Linked DNA regions of Gossypium hirsutum: region 1 is linked to region 2. Evidence: chromatin contacts called from public Hi-C data. All regions are on one chromosome and are shown on one strand. The core of a region is the stretch at or near the end of the contact, and the rest is flanking DNA. Distances in the headings are between cores, read along the strand shown.

The links. A called contact is a pair of places that touch in the nucleus more often than the background predicts.
Region 1: a contact with region 2 is called in a Hi-C map of leaf, with 1.7 times the contacts expected there. The contact joins the promoter of LOC107888791 here to the promoter of LOC107916574 in region 2. A contact is called at or near these places in 2 of 34 Hi-C or Micro-C datasets (hypocotyl and leaf).

Annotation. Positions count from the first base shown.
Region 1 is chrA09:49,280,565-49,287,400 of Gossypium_hirsutum_v2.1, reverse strand. It overlaps LOC107888791 (GATA transcription factor 1), which reads left to right and starts at 1,537. Exons shown (of 3, transcript XM_016813008.2): 1 at 1,537-1,802; 2 at 2,530-3,065; 3 at 4,469-4,910. The coding sequence starts at 1,659. The coding sequence ends at 4,475.
Region 2 is chrA09:48,957,233-48,963,749 of Gossypium_hirsutum_v2.1, reverse strand. LOC107916574 reads left to right here and starts at 2,941. Exons shown (of 6, transcript XM_016845851.2): 1 at 2,941-3,139; 2 at 3,358-3,463; 3 at 4,578-4,622; 4 at 4,730-4,838; 5 at 5,852-6,107. The coding sequence starts at 3,092.

The DNA of each region.
Region 1 (6,836 bases), core at 288-2,787, 330 kb before region 2:
CCAAGTTGGTACATTTGTTAGTCAAACCGTTAAGTCTACTTTTTTTAAGGGCTTAACCTATAAATTGGTACCTAAACTATGTCTTTTTCTTCTTCTTTTTTTTTTCCATTTTGGTACCTAAATATTTTTTCCCAAGTTGGTATCTTTGTTAGTTCAATTGTTAGTCAATCAAGGTTTTCAGAACCAGATCAATGATTGAACCAATCAGGTCACTAGTTCTTGGTTTAATCAGTTCATTCGATTTCATCAATTAAATTATTAAAAATTCATTAAAAAAACTAGAGAAAATCAATTCAACAAGGTTTTTTTTAGCTCAGTCCAATTGACCTGTATCGATTAGAAAGTTAATCAGTTCAACTCCTAACTCCGAATCAATATTTTTATTGATTCTTAGTTGATCCAATCCAACCAACCAATCTGATCTACTTATGAAAACATTGGTTTTGATCGATGAAAGAAATTTTTCGATCCTGTCAGGGCAAGCAAGTAGGCGATGAAGTTCAAAACAAAATTAATCTTAGTATATTGATTTTAGAATGGTGAATTTTGAGCATTCTTGACATTGCCGGATGTAATAAAGGAACAATTAAGGGGAAAAAACAAAATAAAGAGAGAGATATTAAGTAAAAGAAAATAAAAAAATAAAAGAATTAAAAAATTTATATGATGTGGTAGTCTATTATTGGCAGGAATATTTTTTACGGGTATAACATGTTGATGTAAAATGGGTAGGAATAATAGTTTAGATACTTCTTGTGACCCTAAACAATTTAGGTACCAACTTGAGAAAAATATACTAATTTGTTGGTTAAATATTTTTCTAATGGCTTCACTAACAGTTTAACTAATAGAAATACCAACTTAGGAAAAGAGAAATAATTTAGATATCATTTGTGACTAAAAAGATTAGATACTAAGATGAAAAAAAGGTACAATTAAACTTTTTTTATATAAATATATTTATTACATAAATTTTTTTGCCTAGTCATAATCCAATAATTTGAACTCAACTAATGGATCGATTAACTAAAGTAAGTTCAAGCATGCCCGAAATCAGAGTTGGATTTACAAGTTTACCTGTAGTAAATTTAGCGTGCGGAGTTGAAACTTGTAATGTATAAAAAAGTATAATAATTTGATAATTTATTTTTTTAATTTATTTTTTCATGTTTATGTTATAATAATATTTATTGTATAATAGAAAAACAAGTATTTTTCAAAAACTAGTAATTTTACCCAATTTTCAATAGTCTTTCAAAAAGTTACTTTTTGAAAGGAAAAAGAAAAACTAAAAACAACTGGAAATAAAACATTTAATCTCGTTCACCATAATTACAGTGAACCTTCCTCCATCCACTCCTTGATTACCGTTAACCAGACCCCACTTTCAGATATCCAAATGAAAATCATTCATCAAAGGTTCATCAAACGGTACTGATTTCAAGAAAGGGTAAAAAGACTGTGGGCCATATTTCCAGACAAACATTACTCACCACCATTATTATAATAAGGAAATAAAAATAAAAACAAAAAAGGAAAAAACCCTAAGAAATGACATCCTTTGTTTTCCCACTACAACAATAAAAAAAAAAAAGGAAAAGAAAACATTTCTTCCTCTTCTTCTTCTTGTTTACAACTTTACCTTATCGTTTGAGAAAATGGAAGCTCTTGATATGGCGGCTTGTTTTGAGGACAACTTACTGGACTTTGCTTCCGACGTCGGAGAGGAGGACGAAGACAAAGAACATAACAAGAAATCCTCAACTTCTTCTTCTCTTAACCCTAACAACTCTTGTTTTTCAGTAAGTGTTTTCTTCTTTCATGGATTTTTTATGTTCTTCAAATCAAATTATATTTGCGTTATAAGGTCTCGACGGTTCTAACTTGGCTGAGTTTTCGTCGAACTCGGGGGGCGATTTTCCGAGTTCGGGTTGAAAGTGATCCGGGTCGGGTCAAATCCGAGGGTAATGAATTCAATTACGTTTCTTTCTTTTTTTCTTTTTCTAATTTTCCTATTCTCGAAACGGATGGCTTATAATTAGTGGAAACTGATTCTCGCATTCCTATTGGACCCGATATTTTCATTCGGACAAGTTTATCCATCAAGTTTATTCGCGCTATTAAATGGACAAGACCGCGTAATATGGACATAATGTTGAGGGTATTTTTGGTATATGAAATAATTCAAAAGGGAGATATCAATTATTTATCTTAGCAATAAATTTCCAGCGAGACTTCCGTTTTCGCTTTCCCCAGAAAAAAAAGAAGAAGAAGGAATTGATACGAGCACTCCATTATTATTTTTAATATCCTTCCAATACGAAAAGTCGGTTTTGTCCAACTTTCGAACATTCTCTTTTACTTGTCGGACGTGGATTTTGCTAGACCTACTTTTGTCTTTTTCTTTCCAACTAAAGTACCCCATGATGATAAGTAAAAGGAAAAAAAGGGGAAAGAGGTTAACAAATTTGAACTCGTCCGAGTCGACTGAGTTAACCAGCTGAGTCAACTTTTTATTACCATTTGCAGGAATTTGCAGAGGAAGAACTAGAATGGTTATCAAACAAGGATGCATTTCCAGCCGTGGAAACGTCATTCGTCGATGTTTTAGGGACAGCGACAAAGCACCAGAGCTCGCTAACCTTAGCCAATGGAAACGTTGTAATGTATTGTTTTGGCAACGTTAAGATCCCCGTAAAAGCGAGGTCCAAGCGTCTCCGCAAATGCAGGGACCTGAGGGACCACGAAAAAAATTGGCGGGTTCATAAGAATGTGAAGACTTCGAATGCCACCGCAAAGGGAAATCGTTGGAGGACTATGGGAAGGAAATGCCAGCATTGTGGTGCAGATAAGACACCGCAGTGGAGGGCAGGGCCACTTGGGCCTAAAACACTTTGCAATGCTTGTGGAGTGAGGTATAAGTCGGGGCGTTTGGTGCCTGAGTATCGTCCAGCAAGTAGCCCTACGTTTTCCAGTAGGTTGCATTCGAATTCCCATAGGAAGATATTAGAGATGAGGAGGCATAAGCAGTTGGGGTTTCCTTCAATGAAGCCTATGGATAAACGGTAGTGTTCTGGTGTGCTGAGCACTGCCATTTTTTTCTCCCTTGTCTCTCTCCATCTCTTTTAAAATTTTGGGTTTTTGTTTTGTTTTATTTTTTAAAAATTTAAGTTAGTGTAGTTACTTTAGGAGTAAATTAGGAATTTGGTTGTAATGGGTTTAGATTGGATTAGTGAAAGTTACTTTTTTTTTTTTTTTTTGCTTTGATCGAGTTGAAAATCCATTTGGGAAATTTTGACTTTAGTGTGTTTTGGTTGGTTGAATGATGTTTTTCTAAATACTAGGAAAAAAAAAAGAATAGTCTGTAATTGTTTTGCTCTAACTCTTGAATCGTTTTTCTTTTTTGTCTTGGTCAAAATGTGGACTGCAACTCAAGAATGAGGGTTTTGCTAATTTCTGTATTTGGGTTGTAATGAGTTCATGTTTGATTATTTTCAGCTGACTTGTTTGTTTGGATAGTGAGAAAGTTGCCATTTGTGAGCTAGCCTCCAAGGTTATAACACAATTTAGTTTAAGTTCTTATTTCCATGAATGTATCAAATACGCTAAAAGCATTGTAAACTCTAATCTGGAGAATCTTATGTCCGTAATCCTATATATTTTTTCATGCATCGATTTTTCTTTTAGGACGTTGGTTAAATGTGTAAATATCGACAGATTTTTAGTGCATAAATCATCAATTCGGTAGATTTCAAGAGAGTTCATGGCTGGATTAGATCCCTGAATTACTTTATTTATGTTATGCTCATTGATTTGGTTTTGTTTTAATGTTGGCCTGGTAATAATTGCATATGTCAGCAAGCAAATTGTCATCTTGGGAAAACATCAAGTAATTTATTTTTTTTGCATGCAAAGAATTTCTAGATAGAGAGACATATGGATGTAAGAAATAATGTCCTTAGTTGCAGAGATGAGATTTTGTCAATGTATGTGTTTTGAATGCTTGTATCTGCTTCCCTCCTGTCCCCCCCTTTTTACCGATCAAAAGAGAATGAATGTGGTTATAATGAAGCTATCGTGCCACAAATGCGATGAAACTTGGTGTTTGGCAAAGAGCATTGAACTCTAGAAGTTAAGATGTTAGTGTTGAATGTTATCGGTTTGTTGTCTTCATCAATTGAAGCAGATTTTTTACGAATAAGACTTATGAAACATGTGAGAGTTGCAACCTAAGATGTAGCTAGGGAAGGCTTAATCTCTTTCGTAAGTCAAATAAGGTTGATTGAAGTTTTAACTTTGTTTTTGAGGCTTTATATCTGTCAATTATTGATGTCAAGTTATAATGATTTATTTTCTACATGTATGGACTTGTTTTGCGCAAGAAATCATGTCTACATATTGCTCAACTTTTGAAAATCATATGGAGTGGAGCAGTGAAAATATTTAATGTGTTTGTGTCATGGTTCAGCTCGTGAGCAACGCACCCAAGGGTGCGGAGTGGACCACCCCAAGTGCAAATGAAGGCTCCCAACTGTGTATGACAACCACCAAGGGTGTTGATGGTGGCCACCAAAGGTTCAGGGAGGCCCTTTTTAAGTGCAACATGCTTGAAAAGCTGCACATGCAAGAAGAATAGGTCTAGGGGTTCTAGAACGTCCGGGAAGAATTTAGAAATTTGAAGAGATAGGAACTTATTTGAACTAGGTAGGACTTTTCGGAAGGTCTAGAATACTCTTTAAGATTGTATAGAAATGTACAAAGTTGTATAGAATGTTTTAGACATGTGAGCTTGATAGTCTTTTGAATTCAATTGTGACCGTTGAATCAAAAGGGCTTAGCCTATATAAAAGGATACACCTTTCCCTCATTTGTTTTAAGTTAATTTATTGAGTAATAACATTTTTGCGTTCTCCCTAACTCTCTTGTGCTTGTCTATGCCTAGAGGCATGTTAAGTGTCTAAGAAAGGATTGAAGGTTGATTTAGTCATTGTTGGCGTAAGACTCTTGTCTAAGGTGGTGTGTTAGCGAAGCTAGAGTTTCGAATCATGTCAAGTGGTATCAAATCTAGTGGTGTGCTCTTTGTGTGTGTGAAAAGGCAAATGATTTCAACAAGATAAATGAACAATAAGGGTGCATGGTTGAAACCCGAAGAGTTACACAAAGCAAGAAAGGAAACCTAGTGATAAAAGAGTAGATCCACGTAGTCCAAAAATTAATTTGAAGTTGTTTCGAAGGCGAAGAAACAATATGAATTGGAAGTTCTAGACTGAATCTTATGGTTTGTGCAGGAAGCAATGGTGTTTTAAGCTTGAAAATAACAAAGAAAAAGCAAGAAATTAATATCAATAATCGAAGTAACGAGAAGATTACGAAAAGTGAAAAAAGAAAGAATAGAATCGATTTGATCTGAGAAGAGTGAACGAATGTCTAGAACCTTCTAAGGAAGAAAAACGACTTTAAATGTACTTTCTTGGTACCTAAGAACACGAAGCAATAAATATAATTACTAAAGGAAACTAAACAACAAGATAAAAAATAAAGAAAGCGAAAATTAAAGTGGAATAAATAAACCGATACAGATGAAAATATGGTTAAGTGTTTGATTGAACCCTTAGAATTTCTTTTCAATAAACTCAATCAATGTCTTTAATTGAGTTTCCAAGAATAAGTTCTTGGCAAATCAGAGTGTGAAGATCCTTCCCAAAATCTTGAATAAGATTAAGTAAAAAGAATATTAGAACAAAAATTGAATCTTCCAAAATAAAATAAGAATAAAAACATAGCCTAAGAAATAATTAACATTTCTTTATATAGGTTAGTTAATTATATCAAAATAAAACTCAGAAGTAAAATGAAAATCTAAACAATAATTCTAGTTAAACTAAATTTTCTTATTGATATAAAACTTCTAAATAACTCAAAATAGTTAAAAATTATCTTAAAATTCAGAATAAATAAATAATGAAAATATAAAACATGATAAATACAATATTGAGCTCATATATAATCAAAATTAAGCTTTAAAGACAAACCAAATATGATTTAAACCTGAAAGTTGTAATTTTTCATAATAATCTCATCTAGAAAATTTGCTCACGTAATCTTCACTAAAATGACCATAATTTGAGCTTCTGAACTCGAAATCAAGTGATTCAAAGTAAGCTTTGAAGCTAAGAGATATCTCTTTCATTGATCAAAAGACATCATGGCCCAAAATTGTCAAGATTCCATCCAAAAGTCATCACAAGTCAATTGATTGTTTAGAGTTGAAATTTGACAGCTTTAGTGAATTGAATTAAATTAATTTCTCCCAATCTGTACATGTTGACTCAATCATTGACGCTCAATAAAATCTTTTAAGTATGATCGCCTTAAGTTCAATCATTGATGCTCAATGAAATCTTCCAGGCATGTTTGCTTTTAAGCTTGATCTTGTCTCCTTAAAGTTTGCTAAGTTTGTTTGTCACGAGCTCTTGTACTATTCGCTCGAGTCTACTTCAATCTTGTGTGAGTGATTGGACCTTTAAGGAGACTAAGTCCATCACTATGTTCGGCCACTGAATGGGTCTACGAATGGACCTTGCTGCTTGTATCATTCCCTCTTACTCAAAAGGATTTATCCTCAAATTTGTAATGTCAAAGGGAGAAAAATCAAAAACATTAGAAGAAGCACTAACACCATACTCACTAAGCAAATTAATTTTGTAGGCATTATCATTTACTTGTTCAAGTACTTGAAAAGACCCATCTCCTCTAGGATCCAATTTAGTTTTACATTTTTGGGAAAAATGTTCTTTTCGTATATGGAGCCAAACCCAAACCCAAACATTCTTCTC
Region 2 (6,517 bases), core at 1,692-4,191:
CAAGAAATATTTGAATTATGTTATGTGATATGGTAAATGGACAGAAAAATGTTGTATAACATGTAATACTTGTTTCTTGATGATGGATTGAAATATTATTCTGAAACTGGATGTGAAATTATATATATTTATGTATGATTGGGATTGAATTGAAATGATATGTGATAAATGATTACTATGTGATAGAACAGTGTACAGGGTACGAAAATGCATATGTGACTGAACACAGGTTATGAATATACAAATAAGAATGATTACAGGTATGGTAATGCATATATGTAAAATTGATGCCCATGTGAACTTAGTAAAAGGCTAGGATACAATTGGCATGCCAATAGGGTCATATGTGCATTTTGTACGGGATATGTGATTGTACAAAGATCATTACAGATTATATCAGGATCCAGCATTTGATGCCTACAGGTTATGCACTTCGATGCCCTGGTGTGGTGTAGTTTACCCATGTATCCAAGTCCATTTGCTAGGGTTCCATCAGGTGTAACATAATAAATGGAATTGAAAAACTTGAAAATGTAATGAAATAGATTGATAATAGAATGGTATCAAAATCAATTATGTGAATTTCTATGTGAATTAATTTAAACAAGCCATGGAGGTTGAAACAATTTCAAATGAGTTGATAGACTCTAGAAAGAGAATTGAATGATCCTTTAATGGTTTATTGATGTGGGATAGTTATAGGATTAGATGTCATAATGTTAAGAATATAAATATTTGATTTATGATTAGTATTGAATGTTAAAAAAGCTTTAAGATAGGTGTTTGGCATGTAATTAGAATTGATCATTTTTATTGTAATGTTAAATGTATTGGTTTGCCAATTGGTATATGTATACTTTCATATGTTTATGATTATAGAGTTGGTTGGCATTATAGGATATGTATTAGTTAAACATTGATTTTTTTTGCATCATGTCAACTTGTTAATGTTATATCATATTGTCTTGAATCATGAAAGTACCATTGAGCTTTATTGCTCAAGGTATGGTTTGTTTATTCCGTACGCAGGTATAGGTATTTCTCGAAACCCTGAGAGGTGAGCTTGGCATCCAGATTGTAGTTTGACTCTAATAAGTTTTTATAGCCCTTTCCATTTTGTCAATGACATGTACCTAAGGTTACCTTTTTTCAAATTTTAAATGGTCAAAAATGGTTGTATAGTTGTGGATATGTGGAACTGGTTTTGGTCATGCTTAGAAATGGTTTTAATAGTTTGACAATTGTGTTTTGAACATGTTTTGATTATGTTGAATTGTTGATTGAGGCCTTAGGGCCAAATATGATTGAATTGAGTTAGGTTGAAGCATATGAAACTTGGTAGTTAGTGGATTATCATGAAAGTCACGACTTTACATCCTGAATGTCGCGACACCAGGTTATCTCGTTGTAATGTCCCCTTTTTGAGGTCACGATGTCCGTTCTATTTTATTTTAAAATACTTACAAATTGATCCTCAGGTTGGGAAGCTAGGCTACTGTCTTCAAAGTCACCACACCAAGCCTTGGAAGTCGTGACATCCACCTGAGATGTTTTGAAAATTTTTCATTTTAGTCCTCATTCGACCTCAAGATGGTATGAGCTTTCGTAAGCTCATATATGGCCCAAGAATGATTATATATCATGTTTTATGTATATAAAACATGTAGCATATTGATTAATGGTGAAAATTGTATATAGTCGATCGTAGTTGCTCCAGCAATGAATGTGACATTTCGTAGATCAGACCCAACAATCAAGTCATGTATGTGGTGTTACTCCCATCACAAACATCCTTCTCATGCATCCCATAATGATGGTTTGATAGCAAGATCACTACGTTACCACTACCAAACATGGGACCTCCCCTATAAATATTCCACAACACATCAAAGAAAGGGTCGATCCTTAAGTGTTCTAGCCACCTTATTGTCCTCAGTGTACTGCTTTATACTCCCAACCTCCTTGCTCACTTTACTCCTATGGCTCTCCATCCTACCAGGGTGAACCGACCTTCACCATCACTACCACATCCTCCTCCATGTCTCCTTCCTTGTTGATACCTCACATAAAAAGAATAAAGCTTTCATGAAAAACATAGATATATGATTTTGAAGCAATTGATGTTTAAGGGAGAGACGAAGAAGTGAGGAAGATGATAGATGAGAAAGTTGTATATATTATTAAATAATATTATTTATTTTATTTTATTAAAATTTATTTTTTAATTTAATTATAGTAATGTATGTCAAAATATTGGATTAGAAGTAGTAACAGAATCATAATTTAGGTACTACTTTTGACAAAATAAAAAAGGTTTAGATACCTAAGTGAGAAAAAACTGTAATTTAAGGCCCAATTTTCTATTTAAGCCTTTTTTATAGTCCACTAATTATAGTAGTTGTTCAAACATCTCTTACATGTAAAATTAAATAATTTCAACTAAATTCAATTCCAAGTGGCTTTCCAATTAGGAAATTTACTATAGAGGTTCCTATACTAAGAGTTAGATTGCATTTTACTTTTTCTACTCAAAATGGGCAAATTGGTCACCATACATTAGATCAAATAGAAAATTGATCATTTTGTTAAAAATTTCATCTATTTTGTACTGTTAAAAATTGGCCCATTTATGTTAAGTGAGGTATACACGTCGCATGTCATTGTTTGATTATTCTGTTAACCACGTCAATTTTTAACAATACAAATGGATGAAATTTTTAACAAAAAAATTAATTTTCTCTTTAATCTAATATACAATGATTAGTTTATATATTTTGAGTAAAAATGAAAAAATGTAATTTGACTCCTAGTTTAGAAGCTTGCATGATACTTTAATCTAATTTAAAATGGAATTAACTTTTCACACAAAAAAAATGGATTTAACAAAATTGATGGATCACTCCTCCTTAAAGATTCCAAGACCAAACCAATAAACAAAACTGGGCCACAGCCCAAGAACATGAACAAGCTCCCTTTTCGTACAGTTTCAGGACAAGTCTCTCGGCCCTCATCGGTAATCATCATTATCATCAGCCAACTCAAAAGAAAACAAAAAATGAAAAATAAAAACAGCAGCTGAATTTGGAGGAAAATGGGTGACGCTTTGTTTGAGCTTGAGCAGAATCTAAGATCCCGAAAGGTACTTTTCATTTCCTTTTAATTTGATTTCCCCTCATTCTTTTTCCCTTCATATTTGGGTCCCTAAATCGTCGATTATAACCTATACAAGTTGTTTCAGAACTGTTAATTTGTGTATAAGTTGTCTTGTGATACTAACAATTGCTTGTCGCAAAGATATCGACGTTTGCTTAAAGTAAGTCCTTAAAATTGCTTAAAAGTGTGGGTTCTTTTTCTTAGGAACAATTAACCCGACAAGAAGAAAACATTTTTCAAAGGTGTAAGTCCTCGGCGCTTAATCATTTCACGGCTGGTGTAATTGCTGGTGGTGGTCTTGTTTGGGCAGGTATCTGTGTTTTGCGCATTGTTTTTGGTTCTTTGAAATCACATCATATAGGTTTTAATATACCAAGCATAAGCCCAAGCATGATTATGTTTAATTATGTTTCTTGGACTTGAGTGGGAGTATTGAGTATAGGTTTGTGACTGACATGAATATAATCAATTGTTTCTGTCTTTCCGGTTTTGGAGATCCTTGTAGGGTCATCATACCAACGAACCCATGTTTGAAAATGTGCTTGATACCTGTATCAGCATTTTTTTATACAATGCTTGGAAGCACCCATATCCCCTCCCAACCCTTAAATAGGAGGATCACCGTGCTTCATCATGCTCAAATTCATATCCTCTTGTGTTGATAATAATGCCGTTGCCAACCAAGCTAAAACTTAGTCGGCAGATACATGTATCAGATATGAGTACTTAAAAGTATATAAAGAGGAGCAACACAGATTAAAAGACCATGACTTTTGCAATGAATGATGTTTTGTTTAGTATTATTGTTATTGATCTTTGATTTATTGAACTTCAATTTTAGATAAAGCTCGAAATGTTGTTGCATGTATGAACTAGGTTCATAACACTGGGGTCTTTGAATCCTGAAGTTTCTCTTACTGTGGTTCAAGCTTTGAGACTATGAATAACTGAACATTATTAAAAAAGATATGGCAGGTACAATAGGCATTCGTAAAATTCCTTCTTCTTTTAAAAAAAAAAAATTCAAACCAAATTTTCTTTGTAAGCACTATTAGGGGCAATATGCATTTGTCATCGTCCTTTATGGTTAGCTACAACTTTAAATAGATAGCTTGTTTGGCTAAGGATTTTAATTATAATAATTCTATTTTGACAATACAATTACTTTCTCAAGAATGATTTCATGTCCAAGCGTTAAAGAGAAGTTTGGTCAGTAAGTAATTGTCTACAAGTTGGTCTTTTCCAGAATGTTGTCTAGTGATCCTTTGTATTCTTTAATAGATCTTCAATTGGATAGTAAGTTACTTATGAAGGTAACTTCTTTGTTGACTCCATACACTCGCAGTATCTTTTCCCTTTCTTATTCTACTTTGAATATTCTATTTTCACGATTTTCTGATAATTTTTTTTATTCTTTCTGGCAGCAACATGGAAGCTGAATAGGTTACTTCGGGTAAACCTCTCTGGTGGTAATTCTCTCTCTGGCTGATCATGCTCACCACTGACATGTATGAACATGCCAATGCACTCATTACAACTATTATTTTAATGACAATAGATCCTTTACTTTGTGCAGGAGCTGCCATAATACTTGGATTTTGGAAATTTGGGAATTCCCTAGATTCGAGTGTTGACCATATTCTTGCGTTAGACGGAACTCGGATGCAAAGTGAATTAGCAAATATGTACGTAATTATGTATTATTCGCTTTTTCGTTTTGAAATTTTCTAGTTAAAGTAATATGAAAAATAATCATGTTTTAATGGATTCATAGACATATCAGAAATATGGTGACTAGGAATACATGCTCTCTTGGATGCTCTACTAAGTTAACAGGCTTAACTTTCCTCAGATTTATTGTTCATATGTTGCATTTACAGTTGAATATGTCTGTAATTTGCATTCTGAAATGCTGGAGACTTATAAGGTTTGGATTAAAGTATAAATTCTACAAGCATTAAATCAACAAGTAAACTAAATGTCATTTTCTTTGACTGATCATTTTAATGCTTCATAGATTTGGGTGTATATTTCTTTAAGTGAACGAAGAGTTGATTTGAGTAGTTCATTTTCATTGGGTGAAGATGATTTTCTCTTTTGTACTTCTTTTTCGTTTTCAATATGTAGTATGGTTGCTGATGTTCTGGGAGTATCTGCTTATGGTTAATTCACATTTAGTCATTTTAAAAATTTTCTTTTCTTTAGGGGATGAAGGTTTTAAACAAAAATTTTGATACTATCATGTTACTTGGACTAGGGTGTTAGTTTTGGGTACAGGTATGTATTTGGCACGGTTATATTCATTTTTTTTAAAAATGTTTTTCATGTATTTGGAGGGGTCTTGGATGGTCTAATCGCCACATCTATGTCTGGATATGCTTCAGACACGGGTGTTAGATATGGGTACTTCAAGACAATTGAAGAGTTGGAACAATATAGGCTACGAAATTGCATCAGATGGTGACTCAAGTCTTTGCTCTTCATGTTGTTTCATACTTTCTTCAAGTTGCACACACAGTGTCGGATTAAATAAATGCTGATTCAAGTTATGCATCTTTTACTGTACTTTAAAACAGTCAATGATTCCTTCTCTATGTTCTTGCCACTCACTTATATGTCCTATTGGTGCATGTTAATATATTTGTTTACAGTTACTTTTACTAAAGTTTTTTATTCATAAGCTGAATGTCGAATACAGAATAGTGAAGAAATATCGGCATGATCCTTGGAAGATGAGACTTATCTCTAAACATTTCTATTTAGAGGAAGTATTTGATGATTCAACTTCAGGGCCAAATTTAAGGTGGCGTTATCGAAATTTCTTTGGTGATAATGTAGATCAGGATGAAGGCACTCATGGCGATTCTCAGGATGTCTCCCATAAGGCCAGCCCCAGTGATATCCACAATAACTTTGACAGAAAAAAGACAGATTTGAAGTCTGAGCAAGTTCCTGTTAGTGCTCTAAACTTCCTTGGCATTGTGGCATCATTATAACCTTATAATGAAGTTGTACAAGAAGGTGCATTTAGATACATAGAACAGAGACTTTTAAATAGGGTTGTGATCGAACCGAGCAAAGCTCTAGCTGTTAGAACAGCAGGAGCTTGATTTGAGATAAAAGGTTGAACTGTTAGAGCTCGGTTGATTAGGCTTGTTTACCAAGTAAATAACATGAGCTTGATTCTCATGCTTGACTTCAAATTTGATTATTTATGTTTGTGCTCGAGTTTAAATTAAAATTTTCAGTTTAATTAAAACTAAAATAATATATATTAAAAATAAAAATTCAATTAGGCCCATAAGCTACACAAGTCAAGCGTTTAGATGCTTGAATTCAGCTCTCTTGATAGCTGGACTTGACA